2 separate regions of the Mus musculus genome follow, and region 1 is linked to region 2. The links are chromatin contacts, called in public Hi-C maps. All regions are on one chromosome and are shown on one strand. The core of a region is the stretch at or near the end of the contact, and the rest is flanking DNA. Distances in the headings are between cores, read along the strand shown.

Region 1 (6,433 bases), core at 2,088-4,587, 450 kb after region 2:
AGATATGGTGGGGGTAGAAACAGGACAGAATTTCATAAGGCCAGCAGAATTAATAGAAATATGCAAGCTTGAAAGGTGGGAGATAGGGGGACCTGCTAGAAAGTACCAGAGTACCTGGGAGGTGAGAGTCCTTTAGGACTCAAAGATGAAATGTCCAACAGTGGGGAGAGGTCTACTTTCCAAAAGACAGGACAAGTAGAGGGATGGAGTTGTCATCCAAAAGTCAAAAATTCTGACCCAGAATTGTTCCTGTCTAAAAGAACTTCAAGAACAAAAATGGAGAAGAGACTGAGGGAAAGGCTGTCCAGTGACTGGCCCAACTTGGGATCCATCTCAAGGGGAGGCTTCATGGCCTGATACTATGTCTGATGGTATAGTGTCCTTACTGATAAGAGCCCAGCATGGCTGTCTTCTGAGAGGCCCAATAATCAGCTGACTGCGACGAACACAGATACTAACACCCAACTATTGGACTAAGTCGGGGATCCTTGTGGTTGAATTTGGGAAAGCCTGGAAGAAGCTGAAGAGGAGGGTGACCACATAGGAAGATGTGCAGCCTCAACTAACCCAGAACCCTAAGATCTCTCAGACACTAAGCCACCAACTAGGCAATATACATGAGCTAGTCTGAGGCCCTGACACATATATAGTAGAGGACTGCCTGGTTTGTCCTCATTGTGAGATATGCCTAACCCTGGAGAGACTTGAGGTCCCAGGGAGTGAGGAGGCCTGGTGTATGTGTGTATGGGAAGTTTCTTCTTGAAAATTCTTCTTGGACAATTTACTATATTCTGGAAATTCATGTGTTGAACCAGCAAAACCCAGCAACCATACTCTCTCTTTGTATTAGTTTTCAAGCACTGTATTCCAAGCTTCAGTTTCCACATCTATGACACTGGAACACAAGCTAACCTTTACAGTGAAGACAATGCTGTCTCTCTAGGTCTCTTGTAATTTTATTTTACTAAGACTGAATAGTCCTTCTTTAAGTTTCTATGTACTCTACTCCTAAGGCAACATAACTTTTCCAGTTATTCAAATAAAATTATCAATCCTAATTTCTTGAAAGGAATATTATACTGAAAAATATTCCACAGGTATATTTCAGATCCAAGAGAAAAATATAGAATGTTTTATTTATGCCAAAGAGATAAGAATTCTGGTGTGAAGGTGAGGCTATTATCTGTACATATCTTGACTGGAGCATGGAAGTCACTGGTGAGGCTTTTCCAATAATGATAAGCAAGACTGGACTAACCTGAAGGTCTTTTATATAGAGGACCGAAAATAAATGCAAATTGTTTTGAAACAATAATTGGTGGGCTTTGCTGTCCAATGGAATAAATGTGAATAGTCAAAATATGGGAGGAATGAGAAATATGATCAAAGAAAGAAGTTATGAGGAAAACTTGGATTCATTTAACCAGGTAAAGTACTACCACTGACAGAAATATGTGTTAAGATAAATATGTGAAGCAGAGAAGCCCGCGTAGATTACTTAGCTTGTGTTAGGTTTTCCTCAGCCTTACTTTACATCATCTAGTCACTAGTCCTTTTGTGGTTCTGATTTCTCCATATTCACCAAATACAAACATTCATTATCTTCAGAAGATGAACAGATTCTGCAAATCTAATTAATTCATTAGATTAATCCTTACACTCCCTAATGTGTTTCAATCTCACTAAAAACAACAACAACAACAACAACAACAACAACAACAACAATCTTCCCCATTGTCCTACAGTAAAGAGAGCCAGAAGCAGATATTGGAAAGAGGCTTAACCCTATCAACCATAAAGATGAACATAGAACTGATGGGTATCTGAGATTGAAATTGGGCAGAAAAGAGCATTATATCACAATATTAAAGAGAAAAGTCACTGCAAATCTGTACAGTTCTTATATTTTGAAAAACTCCACCACCAGGAAAGACGAATTACTCTTCCTTTTGACCTTAACCTTCATTCCTTTCATTGGAGAATAGAAGGAAATGTGAACAATGGGGAAATATTGATTCTTAATAATTAATGTAAAAATGTAGAAAAATATAGAATGTTTGAAGCTATGTAAAACATTTAAAGGAAGGTATTTAACAGAAAAACAGCAGTCTGAGAGTTTTTACACTAATGAACACTCAAAACAGGAATTGTGTGTAAGTGATACATAAGTAAAGACAGTGATGATGTGGCAAATGGACTGTATGTAGCATAGCCTGAAGGAGAAAGAGTCTGGGAAGCAATCTTTGATCCTTAGCATTTGATAGCTCAGTGTTGGTTGTAGCTTTTGACTTTCAATTTTCCTCATGAAATATTTCTTAATATATATCACCTACAAGTGAAATGAGTGATTAACATGAAACTAAATTATGTAATACTTTTAAAGTAAAACCATAAAAGTAATACTGAAATTCAGGAGATCTCTTCTATCTCAGTCAAATTTCTCTGCAAATGTTATCCCAGATAATCTAGACATATCCAGAGGAATGTCTCGAGGATATTTTCAAATCTAGCCAATTTGATAATGACACATTGGGTAAGTCTTCACTTCTATACCTGGCTTTTTTAGGAATTAATAAAAGTGTATACCTAAGGGGAAAATATGTTTGGGAAAATTACCTTTTACAACTGTCTATATTTGAAAAAAATTCAGGAGTGAACAAATGTGACAAAGAATGAAAATGCTGCTGATGCAGAGAGGGAGGATGGAAGATAAGATATCGGACAAAGATAGGTCCCAAAGATGTAAAAAATGGAGGCACAAGGGCATGGGAGACACTTCTACTATGTGACTTTTGATCCATGATCTCTTGAATAGGCTCAAGACCCCTGAAGGAAAACCCCTTACTTTCACACTAGCACAAAGCAGAAAAGGTCTTAAAAGTAAGGTCCTGGCATTTATCAAGATTTTGCTTTCAGTTGGCTTGAACTGTAAAACAGCTACTTGACCATACAGTCATCATATTCTTTAAAAATAAACACAACCATAATGAATTGGAATTCAGAAAAGATGATTCATATGGAACAATTTCAGCTCTTCAATGAGATGGCTCTAAAATCAGCATGAATCAGGCTGACCTGTAAGCAGTGTCATAGAAACAGGTTCTCCACCCTGTTCTTTTGTTATTCTCTTCCCCTCCCAGGTCTCTGAAGTCAAGAATCCTCCATGTCTCCTCGTGTGCTGCTAATAACTAAGTCGAAGCCAGGTTCTCCACAGGCTCTCCTTGTAAATCTAATTTTCTTATATCCATTGTCCTTTTCCTCTCCAACTTGAGATGAGCAGTAGTCAGAAATGAACAAGCTTATTATTAATAATATCTGGTATTGGTGCACACTAACCCCATCTTGAATTCTTGAGAAATCATGACTCATTGGAATCTCTCCCTGAATTTCAGTACCAGAAGCACTTCTAGGAAGCCCCAGCAATGTGTTTTTTTGATGATACTCTTTAGGCAAATTTACATTTTCAAAGCAGTAACTTTATGACAGTCATTGGGAAGCTACAGTGTGAAATCATGCCCACTGCATACCTTGGTGTAACTATGGGAATTAAGTGTGATTTTTTTTTTTACATTTTAAGTGATTTTTAAAATGTCTAACTAATAATAATTTCTTAAATGGAAATCAAATTCCAGTATCAAAAATATAGTTTAATTAGAATACAGATCTGACCTTCATTTATTGTTTCAGGTACTTTTTCATAAAACTCATTGCTCACAGTCATTATCACATTATGGACTGTTATCACAAAATATTTAACTAATCTCCAGTCCACAGAAAATAATGGCCCTGCAATTGTGAGCTGTGGCGTTTTAGAGTCAATATATGAAAAATATTAACCTTTTATACTTTTTTATGATATCTTCCTATTCACAATTTTTGTCCTCTTTGTTCAGTTTTTTAGGATCATTTCTCCCCAGCCAGATGCCTTCTAGTCACCAGCGGATGCTTCATGGAGTTGCTTCAGTGCAAGGAGCCAGCCGTACATAAGGTTTGGAGACATGCGCTGGCAATAACATGCCTGTTTAGCTGAGGGTCTCAAACATTGCTCACTCTGCATTAAATTGTCGATGTGATTGATGAAATCATGTGTTCTCAGGGCAAATACCACAAGATCTCTCCTACTAGTTTACAGCGGAACATTGAGAATCTGCAGGTAGTCTCGTTAACTATGGTTCTGGTGGTCTGAAGGCCATGTGTTTGAGAATCACTCATTTGTAAGAGCACTGTAAGGAAGTCATCACTGGTATTTGAGAGGAGGCTGATGATAATTTAAATAAACACTCTTGAACTGGGTTCTTGAAGAATTCTCTCTGTTTTTTTTTTTCTGAATAGATATAAACATTCTTTTTGTCTAAGGGTTATGATTTAGGATCATAAAGCAAAAGGACAAAACTTAAAATTGAAAACTCAGAAAAGCATAGTTTGATCCAAAGATCTTCAAGGAGACTCTTGAGCTATTTTCCTGCCAGGGTGTGTTTACTTCACTTTATTCGGTTAGGTAAGGTATCTGTTTTAAGGACTTCTTACATTACTTTTGCTTTTCTTTATATTTAAATATCACATTTAATCTTTCTCTGTAAAGATATTCAGTTAACTCTATAGCATGGTCCTCTTCCTTGTTATTAAAATCTCTTTCAGTTCAACTTTGTATCTCATGTCTCTAAATTAAGATATAACAGGGAATTTTTGTGAACTTTATGACTAAAGTCTTCTGACTTGGAGAATAAAAATTACGAATAGGAAACAATAGCATAAATGTTAATTTATACATAATACCCCTGATTCTAATTTTATTTACTTTTGTCTAATAATAGTAATATGACAAGCTTTCAACATTTATTGTAGTCAAAAAACTATTATCAAAACTATTATCAAAACTATTATCAAAACTATTATGAGATAAGTTTAGATCTTCGACAAGGGAGCTAAAACCATCCAGTGGAAGAAAGACAGCATTTTCAACAATTGGTGCTGGCACAACTGGTTGTTATCATGTAGAAGAATGCGAATCGATCCATACTTATCTCCTTGTACTAAGGTCAAATCTAAGTGGATCAAGGAACTTCACATAAAACCACAGACACTGAAACTTATAGAGGAGAAAGTGGGGAAAAGCCTTGAAGATATGGGCACAGGGGAAAAATTCCCGAACAGAACAGCAATGGCTTGTACTGTAAGATCGAGAATTGACAAATGGGACCTAATGAAACTCCAAAGTTTCTGCAAGGCAAAAGACACCATCAGTAAGACAAAAAGACCACCAACAGATTGGGAAAGGATCTTTACCTATCCTAAATCAGATAGGGGACTAATATCCCATATATATAAAGAACTCAAGAAGGTGGACTTCAGAAAATCAAATAACTCCATTAAAAAATGGGGCTCAGAACTGAACAAAGAATTCTCACCTGAGATTCCACCTCACACCAGTCAGAATGGCTAAGATCAAAAATTCAGGTGACAGCAGATGCTGGCGTGGATGTGGAGAAAGAGGAACACTCCTCCATTGTTGGTGGAATTGCAGGCTTGTACAACCACTCTGGAAATCAGTCTGGTGGTTCCTCAGAAAATTGGACATAGTACTACCGGAGGATCCAGCAATACCTCTCCTGGGCATATATCCAGAAGATACCCCAACGGGTAAGAAGGACACCTGCCCACTATGTTCATAGCAGCCTTATTTATAATAGCCAGAAGCTGGAAAGAACCCAGATGCCCCTCAACAGAGGAATGGATACAGAAAATGTGGTACATCTACACAATGGAGTACTACTCAGCTATTAAAAAGAATGAATTTATGAAATTCCTAGCCAAATGGATGGACCTGGAGGGCATCATTCTAAGTGAGGTAACACATTCACAAAGGAACTCACACAATATGTACTCACTGATAAGTGGATATTAGCCCCAAACCTAGGATACCCAAGATATAAGATACAATTTGCTAAACACATGAAACTCAAGAAGAATGAAGACTGAAGTGTGGACACTATGCCCCTCCTTAGAATTGGGAACAAAACACCCATGGAAGGAGTTACAGAGACAAAGTTTGGCGCTGAGATGAAAGGATGGACCATGTAGAGACTGCCATATCCAGGGATCCACCCCATAATCAGCATCCAAACGCTGACACCATTGCATACACTAGCAAGATTTTATTGAAAGGACCCAGATGTAGCTGTCTCTTGTGAGACTATGCCGGGGCCTAGCAAACACAGAAGTGGATGCTCACAGTCAGCTAATGGATGGATCACAGGGCTCCCAATGGAGGAGCTAGAGAAAGAACCCAAGGAGCTAAAGGGATCTGCAACCCTATAGGTGGAACAACATTATGAACTAACCAGTACCCCGGAGCTCTTGACTCTAGCTGCATATGTATCAAAAGATGGCCTAGTCGGCCATCACTGGAAAGAGAGGCCCATTGGACACGCAA
Region 2 (5,935 bases), core at 3,155-5,654:
GCAAGACCTCCATGTGAGTGTCGTGGACCTGGGAACAGCTTTCCCTACAATACTCATAACGCCAGTCAGAGCCCTACTCTTTTTCCATGTGATTTCTAGTTTGAAATGCAAACAATTGCCAATTTGCTTGACTTGTATTTGTAATTATTTCCTTGTGAATGACTCATCAGTAAATGCTTTATAAATATTTTTCTATTTTTCCAATGTCTATGGAATGATCATAGCATAGAAAATGTTGGCTTTCAAAGATTTATTAATATCTCTTTTTGAAATAACAGGAATTTGCAAGATACAATAAAGGCACTTTTAAAAACAAATCTTGAATTTGAATTCTCTCCCAGACAATAGCTTATCTGATGTGGTTGATACAATTAACTACAGGGTAACTTTTTAGATCTATTGTACAATGTATAGAAAAGCAAGTGAATGTGTATTTTTGAATTTAGTTGAGAGCACCTTGACATCAACTCCACATGATAGATCTTCAGATTTCACAATGTTTGTGCCCACCGAAGTCATAGCCTTATGTGCATTACAGAGTCTGGCTTCAGTTTTGCCAGTAATGAAGAAAACAAGCCACTGATCATAATATGGCTGACTTCATCATATGCTTACCATAACCTCAAATTTTAACTCTACATGAAGAATGAGCCTAATATTTTCTTTTTGAAAATGAGAACTAAATCAAAGCATTTTATAGAAGATAAAATAAATATCCCTTTACACACAACTTTAGAGGTTAGAATAGAGACCTCAATAACTTGATTCAGAATATTGTTTCCAACCTCTGATTGGAATCATGTGAATAATTTCTACCATAGAAAGCAGCAGTTTTCCCTTTTTGTTTTGATCCCGGTTGGTTTCAAATGACAAAGATGTGGGGTTTTATTTCTAGCCTTTTGTTTTGTTTTGTTTTTGTTTAAAGTTTGATGTGAATTTAAGCCAGTCCAAATATTAAAATGTGTAATATCTAGCTATAAAGAATGAAAAAAAATCTTTAAGTAGTGACCAGCAACCCTGTTAAACAGACAAGGGAGGAGGAGAGTTGTTAGAAGAAGTTCAAGAGGCTACAGGAAGGACTTATTTTAATGATCTTAGAAAAGCGATTGCTAGATATGTTGGTATAGAACCATCCTAAAATAATATAAACTGTGAAGACAGAGCAACATTACATTTTGATGCAATTGAAATAGAAGAATGACCTGGTGTATCTGCCAGGAACAAGCATCATGAGGAAAGGGATGTAGTGTTAAAAAGGTAAGTTTTCACCTTTAAATATTATTATAAATATCTTTCAGGGAGTTGCTTCAAGTGGGTACGTTTGGAGGTGGAATATTGAAATTTATTTATGTATTCAATTTCTACTTTCCTTCTACTTTCAGAGAGAGAGAGAGAAAGAGGGAGAGGGTGGGGGAGGGGGAGAGGGAGAGGGAAAGGGGGAAGGAGAGAGGTAGAGAGGGAGAGGGAGAGAGAGAGAGAGAGAGAGAGAGAGAGAGAGAGAGAGAGAGAGAGAGAGAGAGAGAATGGAGTTTCTATGCCAACTTCAGAACTTCCCAGCTCAACAAGGGACTAAGTTTTCATACAGACATTGAAGTGAGTAGGACAGAGGAACAGGTTAACATAGGAGACTGCCTGAAACAGAAAAATTCTCACATAGAAACAAACAAACAAAACCTCGGTTTGTAGAATCATGCAAACCTAACAAACCGGTAAGAGAGCACAGAAAGAGAAACCAGAAACAGAGTGCTGTTTTCCCATTCCCAATCCTAGATCCTCTACCACTTCATTGGCTCCATTTTATAGGTTGAAATAACTGGCTTGGAAGAGGTAATGCCTGTCAGCTGCTCACAATGCAGAATCTTGAAAAGGTCAGCGTAGTAGCAGTATGACAGGCCATGTAAGTCATTATGTGCCTTAGACCTCATTTGTAAGTAGAACAAGAATGAGAGCAAATTCATGTAAACTCTGCCAGAAGACCTTTGAAAATGTGTTAGTTATATTGAAAGCTAGGCTTTTCTGTCTGTCTAGAAAGACAGATAGATGTATCCTTACAGTCTACTTACCTGAGCAGAAAAAAAAAAAAAAAAAAAAAAAAGGCAAATGCTTTTGCTTGCTAGTTAAGGAAAAGACATTGGAGGCTGAGCAAGGGTGTTTTGGGAGAAAATACAAAATAAAAGATACAAAATAAAAGATGTGAACAGGTACCCTGTGTTTTTAGGAGTTGGCTAGTGTCAGTTAGACAGCATTTCCTGTTCAGGAAAACATCCTAAGATTTCCAGTATTGTGAATTTTTCAAGTAACAGGGCAGATAAAACCAAGAGAGTGGATACTTAGCATGTCCTAGCTCTATTGTAAGATGGAGGCTCACTGTAGAAATTTGTGTGGCAACGCAATGTATAGTAAATCTTTCTATAGGCAAGGACCATTTTGTTTGTTTGCTTGCTTGCTTGCCTGGTTTTAATGAAAACTCTGTATCGTCTTCATTCATTAGCACCAGAACACTGCTGCAAATCTCAGGGCACAGGGCAGGTAACAGAGTGGTGAAAGGGTTAAGTACCCATCCTGCCTTCCCAGTACGCCCCCTCGCATACTGCATCACAGTTCCTAATGGTAAAATCTATTAGGATGCACAATATTCTCCCAAGGGATAAGGAGAAGTCCTGTCATTTGAGATATTTAAAACTGTGGTGGAGAAAGCACCAGAGACTTGTGAGTGCCTGTGCTCCAACCCTTAGGACAGAATGCGTGACCTAATGGGTGCTTTCCACGCCTTAATGTCTCTGACTCTCCGTGTGTTTTAATAGCTACCTCATTTTTAAGTAGATGAGCAACACACTATTTTTTTTTAATGGAAATTTAGTTTGGCCTATAAAGTGTCAGGACAGAGGTGACAAGACAAACCACAAGGGAACGGAGGGAGCCTCGTGGAAACTTAATTGATTTGGAGAAAGGTTGAGCAAACACAACAGCATATTAGAATTTAGCAAATACTTCAACTTTTTTTTTCAAATGTTTTCAGTTCACGAAAACCCAAAACACATTTGGCTAAACACTTTTTCCTTAATTTCCAAGCCCATGTGTATTTCAAGGGAAATTTAATCCATGTGTTTCTGATTCATTTACACTTAGCTCATCAAAATGTGGTTTCGTAAGACCCATTTGATGTCTAAGAACCCTTGTGAGCTTTTTCATAAACTTTTTTTTTTCCTTTTAACCAGGAAGTTAGATTTTGCCAAGAGTCAGTGAAACTTCAACCTGAAAGACTTGGTTTTCTTTCAAATCTTAAAATCCTTAAAGCTGGTGGCAGTTAATGAGCAGGAGTGGGGAGCTTCAGGTCACATGGCCTTTGTTATTTTGAATAGCCTATCAATTCAAATGGCTTGAACCCCCTAGTTTATTGTAGAAAATGCCAAATTCTTGAAAATCATGTAGGAATCACAAGAGAATATAATATTTCCCTGTAGTCTGATAATGGTTCACTAATGTGCCTCTGGGTAATCAGGGCATTAATACCAGGGTTACCTCAGAGACAACCATAAAGAAATGACTCTAGAGATGTGTAGATTGATCATTTTTCTGCATTAAAAGAAAGATAACAGCCTTTTGCCAAATGCTTGTTGCCCTATGTACAGAACTGTTTGTGAAATCAGGAATGAGATAAAACCCTTCAGTGAATGTGCTGATTCAGGTGCACATAGTCGCCTATCTCATAGCTGCTGTTCCAAAGAGCATCTGGGGTAAGAATCACGCATCCGGCCCATCCGTCAAGAGCCTGTGAGCAAGCCAGCAGTGTTTGCACCTGCAGGATGAATTACAGCTTTGTTGAGTGTGGGAAGCTACATAATAAGACACCAGAGTGTTTCTTTCCTCTTACCCCCACCACCATTGCTCCTCGGTGTTTTTGCTTTGTCTTTACCGCCCCGCGTCTCCACCTTTAGACAATCACCGCCAAGATAATGGAGCAAATGTGGCACATTCATCCAAGGATGGGTTGACACAGAGTACACATTGCTTTCATTTGGTTGTTCTTTGGATGAATTCTTCCTTGAGAACAAGATAATGAAAACCATACGGTCATTGAACACAGGAATCTGCGTCACTTTGTTCCCTTGCAACCCGTTTCATTTCACAAAGGCGGGTCCGTCCCCGTGTTGCCTCCAGTCGGAGATCCCAGCCAGCTGGAATCCTGCCCTCTGCAGGCTTGCCCAAATCAGGGAGTGTTGTCATTGAGTTTCTGAGGTTCACCTGAATGACAGAAGCTGTGGGAATGTGGCAGGCCTTGCCAACCTTCTGCATCTCTAAAGCAAAGTGTCCTTTTTAGAATTTGCGTGCATTGTGCTCTGTAACCTTTATTGTGGGAGCTAAAAGATGAGTCAGGATGAGAAGTCAAGAACTGGGCTGTCTTAAGAGCTCTCTCATTGATTAAGAGCATGTACCACACTGAAGACTGAAACTGGGTTCCCAGTGTCCACATCTGGTGACTCAGTCAGTTTTAAATAGAACTTCAGAGAACCCTAAACCCTTACACTTTTGTCCCCCATGGACACATACACAACGCGTGCGAGTACATACACACTGGAGCACATACGTTCCTACACACGCATATACTTTAAAATAACAATATTTTGGTGTTTTAGTCTCATAACTATTATTGATTCTTTATGAATTTCACATCGTGCACCCAAATGCCACTCATTTCCCAGGCCTTCTATATCCACCCTCCACCTTTGCAATATCACCCCCCCCTTCGTCCTTCCCATGGGGAAGAAAACAAAACAAAACAAAGCAAAGTTTTGCCATGGAATCTGCCGTGAGTCACAGTGTGCCACACCCCTTCGCCCAAACAGCTTTACTTGCTAATGCTCATTACAATGAGTCATTGGTCTGGTTCGAGGCCTCTGGCTGCACCATCAATACAGGTTGATCCTCACCAGGACTTCTCTCATATATCTTGTTGCCCTGTGTCATGGAGATCCTGCAGGTTTGGTTCTGCCTTCACGCTCTCCAGTAGCACATAGATCCGGCAGTAGATGTTGGAGCCCTAGATTTGGGCCTGGCTAGTAAATGAGTTTGCCAACCTACCCCCTCTCTCTGGTGGCCATACCACCAGCGCCAGCTCTCCTAAACTCGCCAGCTCTTCCACGCTTATGCCATCAGGGCTAGCTCTTCGGTGCTGCTCAGGCAGAAGGGCTTTCCTGTGTGCTATAGCAATCAAGGAGTAGGGCCAGCTCAGAAAGGCCCTGGGACATCAACATGGCTTCAGGCGGCAGCTCAGAGGACATATGTCTTCATGGTCTTTGGTGATAACATCGACCACAGACACGTAAACACCTACACCAGAGCTAGAGACCCAGACATGGTCCTTTGCTGCAGAAGGGACCGGTCATCACCCTGGCCTCAAGTGGCAACACAGGCCTCTCTTATAAGGCTGTCCCTCACTGCTGTGAGTCTCGAGTTCTGTCTCTTCATAGTAGTACACGGTCTACTCTGCTTCTTTCTCCCCCATCTCGTTACCACTTGCTTATCTAGTGGCGCTTGGACTCTGAGCATCTTTCACTGGCCGGTGCCTAAATGGGGCAGCAGGTGGCCCATTCAATATAATTTAAAAATTTAGAAAGATTTTAAACTTTCATTGACCTCAAGCTTTGAATCGGTGCCTGAAAGACGGTATTATAGAGGCTATAGATGGTTTCTACTTCTTTTCTAGGTGTAATTTTCAGTCTCAGGAATAATTTGTAACTACAACGGCAAGCTCAAATGGCAGGTGTGAATTGAAGGTAAGGAACCATTTGCTGCTTCAAACTCCCTAACTGTGAATGGAGAGGCTGAAAACAATGAAAACACACATGTGATCTTTGACTTTGAGTAAACGACATTGCTCTTAACCTAGTAGTTTGCCATTTATTTTATCCAGACTCCAAAGCAGTATTGTAAA

Evidence for each region. A called contact is a pair of places that touch in the nucleus more often than the background predicts.
Region 1: a contact with region 2 is called in a Hi-C map of adipose-derived mesenchymal stem cells, with 4 times the contacts expected there. The contact joins two enhancer-like sites. A contact is called at or near these places in 2 of 484 Hi-C or Micro-C datasets (adipose-derived mesenchymal stem cells and uterus) and 1 of 115 datasets of contacts at active chromatin or transcription factors (fibro-adipogenic progenitors).

Annotation. Positions count from the first base shown.
Region 1 is chr2:46,227,939-46,234,371 of GRCm38.p6, forward strand. No RefSeq gene overlaps it. Among named protein-coding and RNA genes, the nearest start is that of Gm13470, 210 kb to the right of the region's middle. Within about 2 kb of position 3,338, at least 24 of the 459 cell types and tissues checked have an H3K27ac peak or open chromatin away from gene starts, as enhancers often do. A contact at or near this core is called in adipose-derived mesenchymal stem cells, where this site is marked.
Region 2 is chr2:45,772,802-45,778,736 of GRCm38.p6, forward strand. No RefSeq gene overlaps it. Among named protein-coding and RNA genes, the nearest start is that of 1700019E08Rik, 79 kb to the left of the region's middle. Within about 2 kb of position 4,405, at least 72 of the 459 cell types and tissues checked have an H3K27ac peak or open chromatin away from gene starts, as enhancers often do. A contact at or near this core is called in adipose-derived mesenchymal stem cells, where this site is marked.